2 separate regions of the Sus scrofa genome follow, and region 1 is linked to region 2. The links are chromatin contacts, called in public HiChIP or PLAC-seq maps. All regions are on one chromosome and are shown on one strand. The core of a region is the stretch at or near the end of the contact, and the rest is flanking DNA. Distances in the headings are between cores, read along the strand shown. Region 1 holds the start of GOLM1 (Golgi membrane protein 1). Region 2 holds the start of ISCA1 (iron-sulfur cluster assembly 1 homolog, mitochondrial).

Region 1 (5,896 bases), core at 3,336-5,835, 51 kb after region 2:
ACTCCTATTCCTGTGTGCCTTAGAGGCCTCTTTGCTTCTTATTAGCTAGATCCTCATTAGTCCCATCCCCTGCTATGCTTAATGATTCTTTGTATTAAACTTACCCTGTTTAAGTTACTTTGCGTTTTTTCTTTTTCATGATTAGACCCAAATTGATATACCACCTTTCTATATACCTCTGTTGTCCAGTATTGTAGCCACCAGCCATATGTGGCTATTGAGCATCTGAAATTTGGCTGGTGCCAAGGCAAGACTGACTTTTAAATTTAATTAAAAAAAAAAACAAAAAACGAGTTCCCACTGTGGCTCAGCAGAAACGAATCTGACTAGCATCCATGAGGAGGAAGGTTCAATCCCCGGCCTCGCTCAGTGGGTTAAGGATCTGGCGTTGCTGTGAGCTGTGGTGTAGGTAGCACGCAGATGCAGCTCGGATCTGTTGTTGCTGTGGCTGTGGTGCAGGCTGGCAGCTGTAGCTCCCATTCAATCCATAGCCTGGGAACCTCCATATGCTGAGGGTGTGGCCCTAAAAAGCAAAAGAAACAAAGAAACAAAAAAACTGAGAGGTCCCATTGTGGTGCTGGGGAAATGAATCTGACTAGGAACCATGAGGTTGCAAGTTTGATCCCTGGCTTCACTCAGTGGGTTAAGGATCCAGTATTGCCATGAGCTGTGGTGCAGGATCCGGTGTTATTATGGCTGTGGCATAGGCTGGCAGCTGTAGCTCTGATTTGACCTCTAACCTGGGAAACTCCGTATGCCACAGGTGCGGCCCTAAAGAGCAAAAAAAAAAAAAAAAAAAGCTGAAACAGTGCATGTTTTTTTCCTTTTAAATACTTTATTGCATGTAAAATGTCCCATTAACATTTTATTAATTATCTGTTGAAATGATAACATATTGAATATAGTGGTTTAAACAAAATACATTAAAATTATTTTCACTTGTTTCTTTTTATTTTTTTAATGTGGCTACTGGAAAATTATAAATTATATATGCGGCTTGAATTCTCCTTTTATAGGACAACGCTGTCCTACACCCATTTTCTGCAAAGTGTTTTTTTTTTTTTTTTTTCAGGGCCTCACCTTTGGCATATGGAGGTTCCCAGGCTAGGGTCAAATCAGAGCTGTAGCTGCCGGCCTATGCCACAGCCACAGCAACGCCAGATCCAAGCCTCATCAGCAACCTACACTACAGCTTACAGCAAGGTCGGATCCTTAACCCACTTAGCGAGGCCAGAGATTGAAACTGCGTCCTCATAGATGCTAGTCAGATTCGTTTCCACTGAGCCATGATGGGAATTCCCATTTTCTGCATAGTCTTTCCAGATTTTCCCCATAGATATGGCTTCTGCCTCCTCCATAGCTCTTTGAATTTCTCTTAGGATGTTTACGGGGGACATACTAGTTATTTGCCTGCCATTGTCCATTCTATCCCCTCTTTTTATAGGCATCACAATCTGCTTTTGAGGAATTAGTGGCTGCATCTGGCTACAAAAAAGAGTTGTTCCTGCTATCCTGGGAGTTGGGCATTGGATCAAATTCCTCCAACTGGAAGCTCCTTCCTGACACTTTGTATCTCGAGCAAGTGTTGCGAAGAAATGGCATCAATTGAAGGTTTTATTTCCTAAAGACGCCCGGCAGCGTGGCATATATACTACACTATCTGCTATGTCACTTTTGCAGTGACTTCTGCTCCCTAGCCTTCTGCAGCATCTAGGTTTTCCAAACTGATTAAAAATCAATCCATATAATTTCTCTGATTCTCACCATGGACTCTCGGAGACCCTGACATGTGCCCAATCAAATACTTTTTTCCTTAAGATTTATAAATGCTGTTTCTGTTGTTTGCAACAAAACACTCAGATTGATTCTGCATTGTTGTTCTATTATGTCTCATGTTTATTTCTAGCAAGTTCTAGGATATGGTGAAATTCTCAGAATTGCGGGATAAACTGAAGACTCAGGTTTGAGAAGCACAGGAACCAGCCCCACAGACCTACAAGCCAAAATTGATGTCTGTCACCACAGAGATAAGTACATATCAGTCTTTTTAAAGCATTGTGTCCTCGCTTTGTTCATCCCAGAAACAGAGTGTAATGACGGTAAGGTCTGTGGTAGGCAAAATAACAGCCCATCAAGATGTTCCTGTCTTGGAGTTCCCGTCGTGGCGCAGTGGTTAACGAATCCGACTAGGAACCATGAGGTCGGGGTTCGTCCTGCCTTGCTCAGTGGGTAACATCCGGCGTGCCGTGAGCTGTGGTGTAGGTGCAGACTCGGCTCGGATCCACGTTGCTGTGGCTCTGGCGTAGGCGGTAGCTACAGCTCCGATTCAACCCTAGCCTGGAACTCCATATGCCGAAGCGCCCGAGATAGCAATAACAACAACAACAAACAACAAAAAAAAAAAAAAAAAAAAAAAAAAACAAAAAAAACTATAAAAAAAAAAAAAAAAAAAAAAAAAAAAGATGTTCCTGTCTTAATCCCTGAAACCTGTCAAAGTTACCTTGAATGGCAAAAGCGCCTTTGCAGAGGTGATTAAATTAAGGACCCGCGCTAAGGAGATTATCTTGGATCATTTGGGTGGAACCAATGGAATCACAAAGGTCCTCAAAAGTGAAGCAACTTGGAGTTCCTGTCATGGCTCAGCTGAAACAAATCTAATCCATGAGGAGGCAGGTTTGATCCCTGGCCTTGCTCAGTGGTTTAAGGATCCAAAGTTGCTGTGAGCTGTGGTGTAGGTCGCAGATGTGGCTCAGATCTGGCATTGCTGGGGCTGAGGCTGTGTCCGTGGCTGTGTCCGTGGCTGTGGCTAGTGGCTACAGCTCCCATTCGATCCCTAGCCTGGGAACCTCCATATGCCGCGGGCCTGGCCCTTAAAAAAAAAAGTGAAGAAACTTTCTCAGCTGGATCTGAGAGAAGTGACTATGGAAGTGGGATTAGAGAGGTATTCCTGATTTTGAAGCTTGCTGGTTTGGAAAATAAAAGAAGCCGGTTATGAGCTGAAGAATGCAAGCAGTCTCTAGACACTGGAAAAGGCAATAAAATGGATCTTCTTGAGAGCCTCTGGAAAGGAATGGAGCCCTGCTGACACCTTGGTTTTAGCCCAGTGAGATTTTTGACTAACAGAACCGTGTCATTTTAACTCTAGGTGTGTGATAATTTGTTAGGGCAGCAAACAGAAAACAAATGCAAAGGGTCTACCCCTTGAGCTGCAGAGGACATCACTTTGATTGACAGCCCAACCAAGGCTATATCCCTTGGAGAGCAGGAGATAAGTGCCTGTATGGAAATCAGGTGCCATTAGCTAGTAAGGGAAAGGATGCTGAACAGACAAAACCGGTGCCACTGCCACCAACCCCCGTTGGCCCCGTGCACATTGTTTAATCAACATCTCTCCAGCAGAATTTTTAAAGTCAGCAACTGATTACATCAAACCCTCTGGGTGAGAAGACTTGAGAAAATAGAAGAGAGCTTTATAAAGAATGTAAATCCTTTTACATATGCACTATTGCATATATAAGTATTGTCTCTTCAAAGAACTTCAAAAGAATGTCTTAAAAATTCTCAATTTCGTCACGAAGATTCTTATAAAGCTTGAAAAGGGCTGATTCTCTTTCAGTGAAGATGTAGTTAATGTAGCCAGCTTCCCTAGTACCTAGACATATGGACCTCTCCCATAAAGTGCTTAAGAATTACTGACTTCATCACTAATTAGCTGTTGATAAATGAGCAACACTAATGGAGACCTACTTAGAGGCAAATGAGATGGAAGTTACAGTCCACAATCTAAGAAGGCACAACATTACTAGGAGAGCCAAAAGGGGCAATGAGGGAAATTACTGTTCTTGTCCCAAAGCCCTGATTTTGGACACTGAAGGTCAGCAGAAGATCAGCACCAAGAGCTTCAAGTCAAACCCTCAGAAAAGCCAGGTCTCAGGGGCAACAACACACTCTCAGCTTTTGAACACCTGGTGTGACCAGCTGGCAGTCTAACAACAGGTAATGAAAACATCATATTGGACTCTACAGAATATGACTCCAAAGGGGTCATTATTGCCAGCTCATTATTCAGGTAAAAGATTTTGGCTCATAAAGATACTCATCCTGAAGTTAAGGAGACCCATGCTCAGGTGGTACTAAAGCATCTTGGTCACCATTTTCAAGATAAGCCTGTTTGGGTGGAAAACAATTTTGGCTGTGAGCATCCCCTCAGGAGCATGTCCCTTTTTCTTCGGCATTGGGATTTGGGACAGGTGAGCCAAGGGGCTCTTTTCCCAGGCACCAGAGCCAGGTAGATTCAAAAAGAGCTGATTCTAGGGAAATGATTTCAATCCTGGCCATATGTTAGAACTATCAGGGAAACCTTCAAACAAAAATACCAATGCTCAGGCTCAGAACTCCAGAGGTGGGACCCTGGCAATACTCTAAGAGCTCCCAGATAATTCTAACGTCTGACTAGCGCTGTGAGGGTTAAGAACCACTGCTTTAGAATTTTCTAGTATCGTTATTCCATCGGTCATTAGTCCGTGCCATCATCCTCTCAGGCAGGTGTGGCTCAACAACGCTTCTCAAACTTCCGTGTGCCGAAGGGGCAGCAGGGCAGTGTTTACAAATCAGACTCCCAGTCTCCGTCTGCAGGGAGTTCTAGAGACTCCCGCTTGCGCAGCGCCCAGCAATCTTCGTTTTATCTGGGGCTTGCGCTCGGAGGGTCGCAAACCGACAAATTAGCGCTGAGAGGTAACAGCCGTGGGGAGGTCAGGGCTACATGGGAAGGGCTGGTGGAAGAGAAAGGCACACTGGTGAGGAGATTCCCTAGAGACCCGTCTTTCCTCGGTCCCTCTACGCTGGGCGGTTTGGCCCGGGACCACTGAAAAAGGAGACGTGAGCGCGGCCAGGAGTGCGGCGCTGGGTGTGGTCGTCTCTGGGTTCCGGAAAATTCCTTCGGGGCGGGGGTGGGCCGCGGGGGTAGGATGCGGGGTGGGGTGGGTAGGTGGTCTCGCTGGGTCCCTTCCCTCCGCCGCCGCTTCCCACCCTACGCCCGTCCTTCGGAAGCATCGGCACCGCGCAACTCTGCTCTCGAACCGCGTCCCGAAGACACGCCGGGAGCCACTGCAAGGGGTTGGGAAGGGGCGGCGGGAGGGGGCGCGCCGGGATTGTTCGGCTCCCGCCGAGGGGCGGCCGCGGGCCCGGGTGCGCGCACCGTGGGGCCGGCGTCCGGGCGCAGCCCCGGCCTCGCCTCCTCCTCGCGCTCGCGGCGCCGCCTCCCTCCCTGCGCCGGCGGCGCTGCCCGGGGGCGGGGTCTCGCGGCTGCGGAGGCCGGAGACGCGGCGGCGCTGGGCGCCGCGCGGGGCACTGGGCTCGGAGCAGGCGGGAAGCGAGAGGCCGGCGGCGGCGGCGGCGGGAGGGCGGCTCGGGCGGCCTGGAAGCCGGGTCCCGCAGCACCAAGGGGCCGCCAGAGCTTCGGCCAGAGGTGAGTGGGCGGCGCGCGTGCCCCGCGTGCCCTCTGGCAGCCTTCTCTCTCCTTGTCCCTCCTCGGTTCCGGGCCCGCGCTGAAGGACCCCGCGCCGGGCCCCGGAGACACCCCCCCGGCTGGCACCTGGGCCGCAGCCTTTTACTGAAATCGGTTCGGGGTGGGCTCTGCATCTCCCCGCTCCAGAGCTTCCTTCCCGGGACCGCCCCGACCCGCTGGGCTGCCCTGCGGAGGCCGGTCTGGGGAGATGCGGGGCCTCGCTTTTTGTTCTTAGCTGTGTCACGCGCGTCGGGATCCAAAGTCGAAAGCGTGCATCCCCAAAGTCGCGCTAGGACCAGCGGTGCGGGCGTGATTGACGCGCGGGGAGGGCGGGCTGGCTCCGCCGCTCATCTTCTTCTCTTTCCCCTCCGCCCCGGGCGCGCTCGGGCC
Region 2 (5,533 bases), core at 2,885-5,384:
TGGATGCTTCTGTGTTTACGTCTTCCCCTAACTTTTGTATCAGAGACTTTGATCTGAAACAGAAGTGAATCCAATGTCTCGCCTCACCCGTTTTTTTTGTGTTTTTTTTTTTTTTTTCAATTTGAGAAAATATCTATATTCATAATTTTCTCAAAAACACTTTGTCTTTTCTGAAATTCCTCTCACTAGCATCTCTTTCCATCCTGTTAGCAACTTGTCAAGTTTAATCTCCAAGGGACGGACTTGATCTTTAGTGTCATTCTGCTGTTTGCTGTTTCTAACCTGAATGTTGTCACTGTACTTTTCATTTTTCTTGAACTCACCTCCCCCACCACCTTCCTTTCCCTCTCATTCTTTTAGTTTATTCTTATTATCTTCCTTTTCATAGAAACCACATTTTATTACATCCTTTTAAGAATGTTGAAAGTTTCCTGCATTTTATTCTGATTGCTATAGTAAATTCTGCCCAGTGTATTTGAGAGTTTTGGGGTTGATTTTCAGTTCCTCATGCCGAATCACTGGGCCATTGGCCAGGGTTTGCCAGCAGACCTGGATAGTGGATTGCCCTTGGTTCTTCACACCCTTTACATGATGCTGGTACAGCCCCTCCTCAGCACCCCGTTTAGGAGACAGCTACAATCTGCTCCATGCCCAGGGTGTGGCTATCTTTCACATGCAGCTGGCCTGTCTCTCTTAACAAGCCCCCACGATGCTCCACTCCCAGGGTTCTCCCTTCCTCTTTGTGGAGCAAACAAAACTATGAAATCCATTTTTTATATTCCCGGTCTGCACTTTTTAATCTCTTGCTCGGTGTGGACAGTAGCAGCACTGGACACACTTAGAAATGTTGGTAAAATGTTCTGAGGTAATTTCAGGTTATTTTTTATCTTGAAATGTGTTTCACAAATGGTCTTAATCATATATGTATATATACGTACTCATTCCCCTAGTGAAAAAGATCCTGGATAGCTAAGTCAATAGGGTTCATAAGTGTGTTCAGGCAAAAAAAAAAAAAAAAATTGTTGAAAAGCAAACAATGTAACAGACCTCTATGAAACTGCAGAGATGTGTTCAGTATGTTTTCTTTCTTGAAAGCAGGCTTGTTTGGACAGCAGCAGTCAAGAATGTAGCCCACTCTCTCTTCAGTGAGTGGAATTCTAAGCTTCATTAAGGTTCTGGCCCTGCCTTGTTTCCAGATGAGAATGTGGCAATCTGTACCCCCTCTTAGCAGTTGAATTTCCTTGCCTAGAAGATGAAAATCATACCCGCCCTTCCACAGCTGTGAGGATCAAATGCAGTCTTAACTGAGAAAACACTTCTGGCGGTTTGTGTTTTCAGAACCCTGAAATTCAATCCTGAAGTGCAGTGTTGAACATTTCCCTGTTGCAAGTTTTTAAAACTATTAGGGGAAATCTAGACGTGGTTACAGCTTACAAACTCCTTCAGCAGTTCCCACACCTACTTAATTTCCACACCACTGAACAGCTGCAGCTCTGAGATAAAGGAACACTTTTTTTTAATATATCATGAAGACACTTTCTTCTTCTAACATGCCAGTTTTTTTCAGGGACCTGCACCAGTTTCAAATAACATTAGACATGCCTAATCCACTGACAAACATTATGTGATTTAGCACGTACATGCAAAAACAGCTAATAAGTTAAAAACTGAGTATTGAGTATTAAAGTAGAGGAAAAAAAGCTATTTAAACATGCACAGGATCCTCAATTCAAACATTTAGTAGTAGATTTTTTTTTTTTTTTTTGTCTTTTTTTTTGCCATTTCTAGGGCCGCTCCCGAGGCACATGGAGGTTCCCAGGCTAGGGGTCCAATCAGAGCTGTAGCCTCCGGCCTACGCCAGAGCCACAGCAACGTGGAATCCAAGCCGCGTCTGCAACCTACACCACAGCTCACGGCAATGCCGGATAGTTAACCCACTGAGCAAGGGCAGGGACCGAACCCACAACCTCATGGTTCCTAATCGGATTTGTTAACCAATGCACCATGACGGGAACTCCAGTAGTAGATTTTTAAAACTGTCCAATTCAGCACTATACTGAAAGGCTTGAGTTTAAGCATCATTTATGAAGTGGGGATGGGATTTTTTTGGCCATGCCCACAGCAGTCCAGGGATTGAACTTGAACCTCATCAGTGACAACACCAAATCCTTAACCACTAGGCCACCAGGGAACTCCTAAGCATCATTTATAAAATAGTTATGCCAATGCTACTGCTCTGTGTGGCTCAAAGTTGTGAGGCTCCCATGAGATAATGTACTCAAAGGTTCTGAAACCCAGTAAAGTGCTGCACAACTACATAACATTTTTTTCAGTAACTGATAAAAAATGATATATAGCATCTTTTTTACATTTTTATTAATGAATTCTTTTAGGGCAGTTTTACGTTCACAGCAGAATTAGGCAGAAAGTAGAGTTTCCTTATGCCCTGCAGTGCACCAATCTCCACCACCGTCCACATCCGGCACCAGAGTGGGACATGTGTTACAATCTATGAATCTCTACATGGACACATCATTATCACCCAAGTCCACTGTTTACATTCAGATTCATTCCTGGTATAGCACATTCTACTGATTTGGACAAATGCATAATGACATTGTACCATACAGAGTGTTTACACAATTTTATGGCATCTCTAAATATCCATTAACGGGAGTTCCTGTTGTGCTCAGTGGCAAGAAGATGCGGGTTCTACCCCTGGCCTGGCACAGTGGGTTAAGGATCCATTCTTGCCTTGAGCTGTGGTCACAGACATGGCTGGGATCCAGCATTGCTGTGGCTGCAGCCTAGGCTGGCAGCTGCAGGTCTAATTTGACCCCTAGCCTGGGAACTTCCATATGCCACAGGTAAGGCCCTAAAAAAAAAAGCAAAAAAAAAATTATCCATTAATAATTAGTAGTGGTGTTTAATCTGCACCACATCTGTAGGAGGAAGAGCAGGAGAAAAATGCCCTATACCAGATCAACCAGCTAGTTAAAGATGAAGCCGAGAGACATACCACACTACCGTCGCCTAATCCCAGTTTCCTCTGTGCACCGTGGGGCCTGGGGAAATAACCATTCTCTTAATGTCAGTGTGATTGCATTTCAACAGCAGAGAGACAAGTGATGTAACGAAATCTAACTACAATCCTGTAGGCTCCAAGGGGCCTAAAACACTAAGCTCCTCTTGTAGGAGGTTGGGGATAGTCATTGGCCTAGCCCCACCCCGCCCGCCCCCGGCCGGGCATTAAAAAAACACTTCACTGATTAGTTCTTTCCTTATCAAAACAGAACTGGAATTCCTCCCCAGCACCACTCCACAGAACCTCCTCCCTTTCCCCCTTACCTCTAGCGCTTCCAGGAGAAATGCCACCTTTCCTCATGGTCTCCCATCTTACCCCCCTGCTGCACTTCTATCCTACCAGGATCTCATTCTCCAAACCCTCTATTTACCAGGCTTCCTGTGTATGCCCGGGTATACTGCAGGCTGCACAGTGCATGCGACTCAGGAATATTTGCTGAATCAAAAGGCAGAAGCACCTGAGTACCCAAGATCTAACAAGCAACATGTATTCAATCTAGCTATTGACTGGTACTTGCTATAAAAGTATTACCAGAGCTGCCCGGTCACATCTCAGAGTAAGACTGTGTTCCAAATTCAGCACCCGAAGAGAACACTGCGTTAGTACCGTCTTTCAACGTCCCAAACAGCCTGTGGAAAGAGGGAGGGGAGAAGGAGAGGTTGTTTATCGAGAATCTGCGGTAATTCTACGCCCTTAATAACTCCCTAGCTGGACCAAAAAGGAAGACAGACGTGTACTACGTCTGGGCCTCGGAACCACTCTGTCCTTGAGAGCACCAGCCGGTGGACTTATTTGCGTTCTTAAGCGGCAGCGCCGCACCTTGCTCCGCAGGCAGGTAATGGAACTACGCGCTTTCACAGTCCACAAGTCGGAGCTAACTCCACATGCCCTAATCTGCACGGAGACAGCGCACTGAGACCTTGCGCAGAGGGACGACCTTTCCCTCGCCCCCTGCGCCCCCACATCACGTGACCACTGCCCGGGCGTCCGGCCCCGCCCTCCGGCCATCACTCACGCGGCCCGCCCAATGGCCACGGCGAGGGCGGGCCCGCGCAGGGCGGGGCCTCGGCCACCGTGCGCCGGAGCCTGTGGCGTCAATGCGCCAGCCGTGTCCATGGAGAGAGGCTGAGGTGGCCGAGCTCCGGCCCAGGTACCGGGTCGCCGGGACGGCGAAGATGTCCGCTTCGTTAGTCCGGGCCACTGTCCGGGCTGTGAGCAAGAGGAAGCTGCAGCCCACCCGGGCCGCCCTCACCCTGGTGAGTGGCCAGGACGCGCGGTCGGGCCCGTGACTTTGGTTCCCCTCTGCCCCCGCGAGGGGGGTGGCGGGGCACGGCCGGCCGACGTTGCCCTGGTCCCCCTCTGCAGCCGCCGCTTCGCCGCCCCCTCCCTTCGGAACTCGTCCCTGCTGGGGAGATAAACAGGCGCGGGAGGGGCTGCTCCGCGGGAGCCGGGAGCCCGGGAACTACGTTTCCCAGCAGGCCGTGCGCCGCCGCGTAGAGGGGGGAGGGGGCGCGAGCTAGGCGCCCAGCAGTCAGCCGCGGTGTTCTTGGAGCCTGGGGCAGCGGAGGTCTTGTAGGGGCTAGGGTGTAGGTTATTTAGAGATCTGTGTGTCAGGTGCCGGGGTTAGCTGGATGAATGAACCTGGGTAGCTGTCCTTGAGGCGCTTGGGGAGAACCTTGGCTAGCCGAAGTGTGAGTGCGTGAGCGCCGGTGAGAGCGCAGAGGTGACAAAGCCCACGCTCTGGCGAAATCAAGACTGCAGTGCATAAAGGGTTACTTCCTGGTGTCTACGGTGGAAGAGAGTTTTTGAAACGCACTCTCTGCTTCCAGCGGTGTTGGGCCGTGGTCACGTCTTAAAAGGGACAAAGAAGGATACATTTCCGCCCAGAGTGAGTTTATAGTGTTTTTTGGGTGAAGGGTCAAACATTCAAAGGGCACCAGCATACGCGCTGCAGATAAAGAATTTACTACGCGTGCTGGATCATCGGCGTACTGCGCCGTGTTTTTTTCTTTTTCTTTTTTTTTTTAAGCTAAGGGAACATTCACATAAAATGTACCATTTTAAAGCGTTCGATTTGGTGGCATTTAGTACATTCGCAGTATTTTGCCCCCGTCGCTTCTACGTAGTTCCGAAACATCTGTACCCGAAGGAAAACCCCAGTGTCCATTAACCAGTCACTATTTGCGTTTTGAAAGATTTATTTCATAGGAAAGCTAATGATCAGTTCAACATTCTTTTCACACACACACCCCACTCCTGATTAAGGAGAAGCTTTTGTGTAAGCACTCCAGTTCCTAAAGACCGGAAAACAAATTATATTGAATCATAGATTCTGTTTCATCTAATGCCACAAGAAAGTCTGTTGCCAGAAAATTAGTTGTAGCAAAGCAGAAGAAAGTCGTGATCAGGTGGGCGAATTTATTTTTATGGTGGCTCACTGTTTTAGGT

Evidence for each region. HiChIP or PLAC-seq counts read pairs in DNA pulled down with a chosen protein or histone mark.
Region 1: an H3K27ac HiChIP or PLAC-seq map of alveolar macrophages shows a contact between it and region 2. The contact joins the promoter of GOLM1 here to the promoter of ISCA1 in region 2. A contact is called at or near these places in 2 of 47 Hi-C or Micro-C datasets (brain and embryonic fibroblasts) and 2 of 2 datasets of contacts at active chromatin or transcription factors (alveolar macrophages and skeletal muscle).

The regions. Positions count from the first base shown.
Region 1 is chr10:29,112,993-29,118,888 of Sscrofa11.1, forward strand. It overlaps GOLM1 (Golgi membrane protein 1), which reads left to right and starts at 4,586. Exons shown (of 10, transcript XM_021064635.1): 1 at 4,586-4,734.
Region 2 is chr10:29,062,001-29,067,533 of Sscrofa11.1, forward strand. It overlaps ISCA1 (iron-sulfur cluster assembly 1 homolog, mitochondrial), which reads left to right and starts at 4,135. Exons shown (of 4, transcript XM_003357702.4): 1 at 4,135-4,341. The coding sequence starts at 4,183. LOC102160368 (a long non-coding RNA gene) reads right to left here and starts at 4,111. Exons shown (of 2, transcript XR_001304283.2): 1 at 3,905-4,111; 2 at 1-3,714.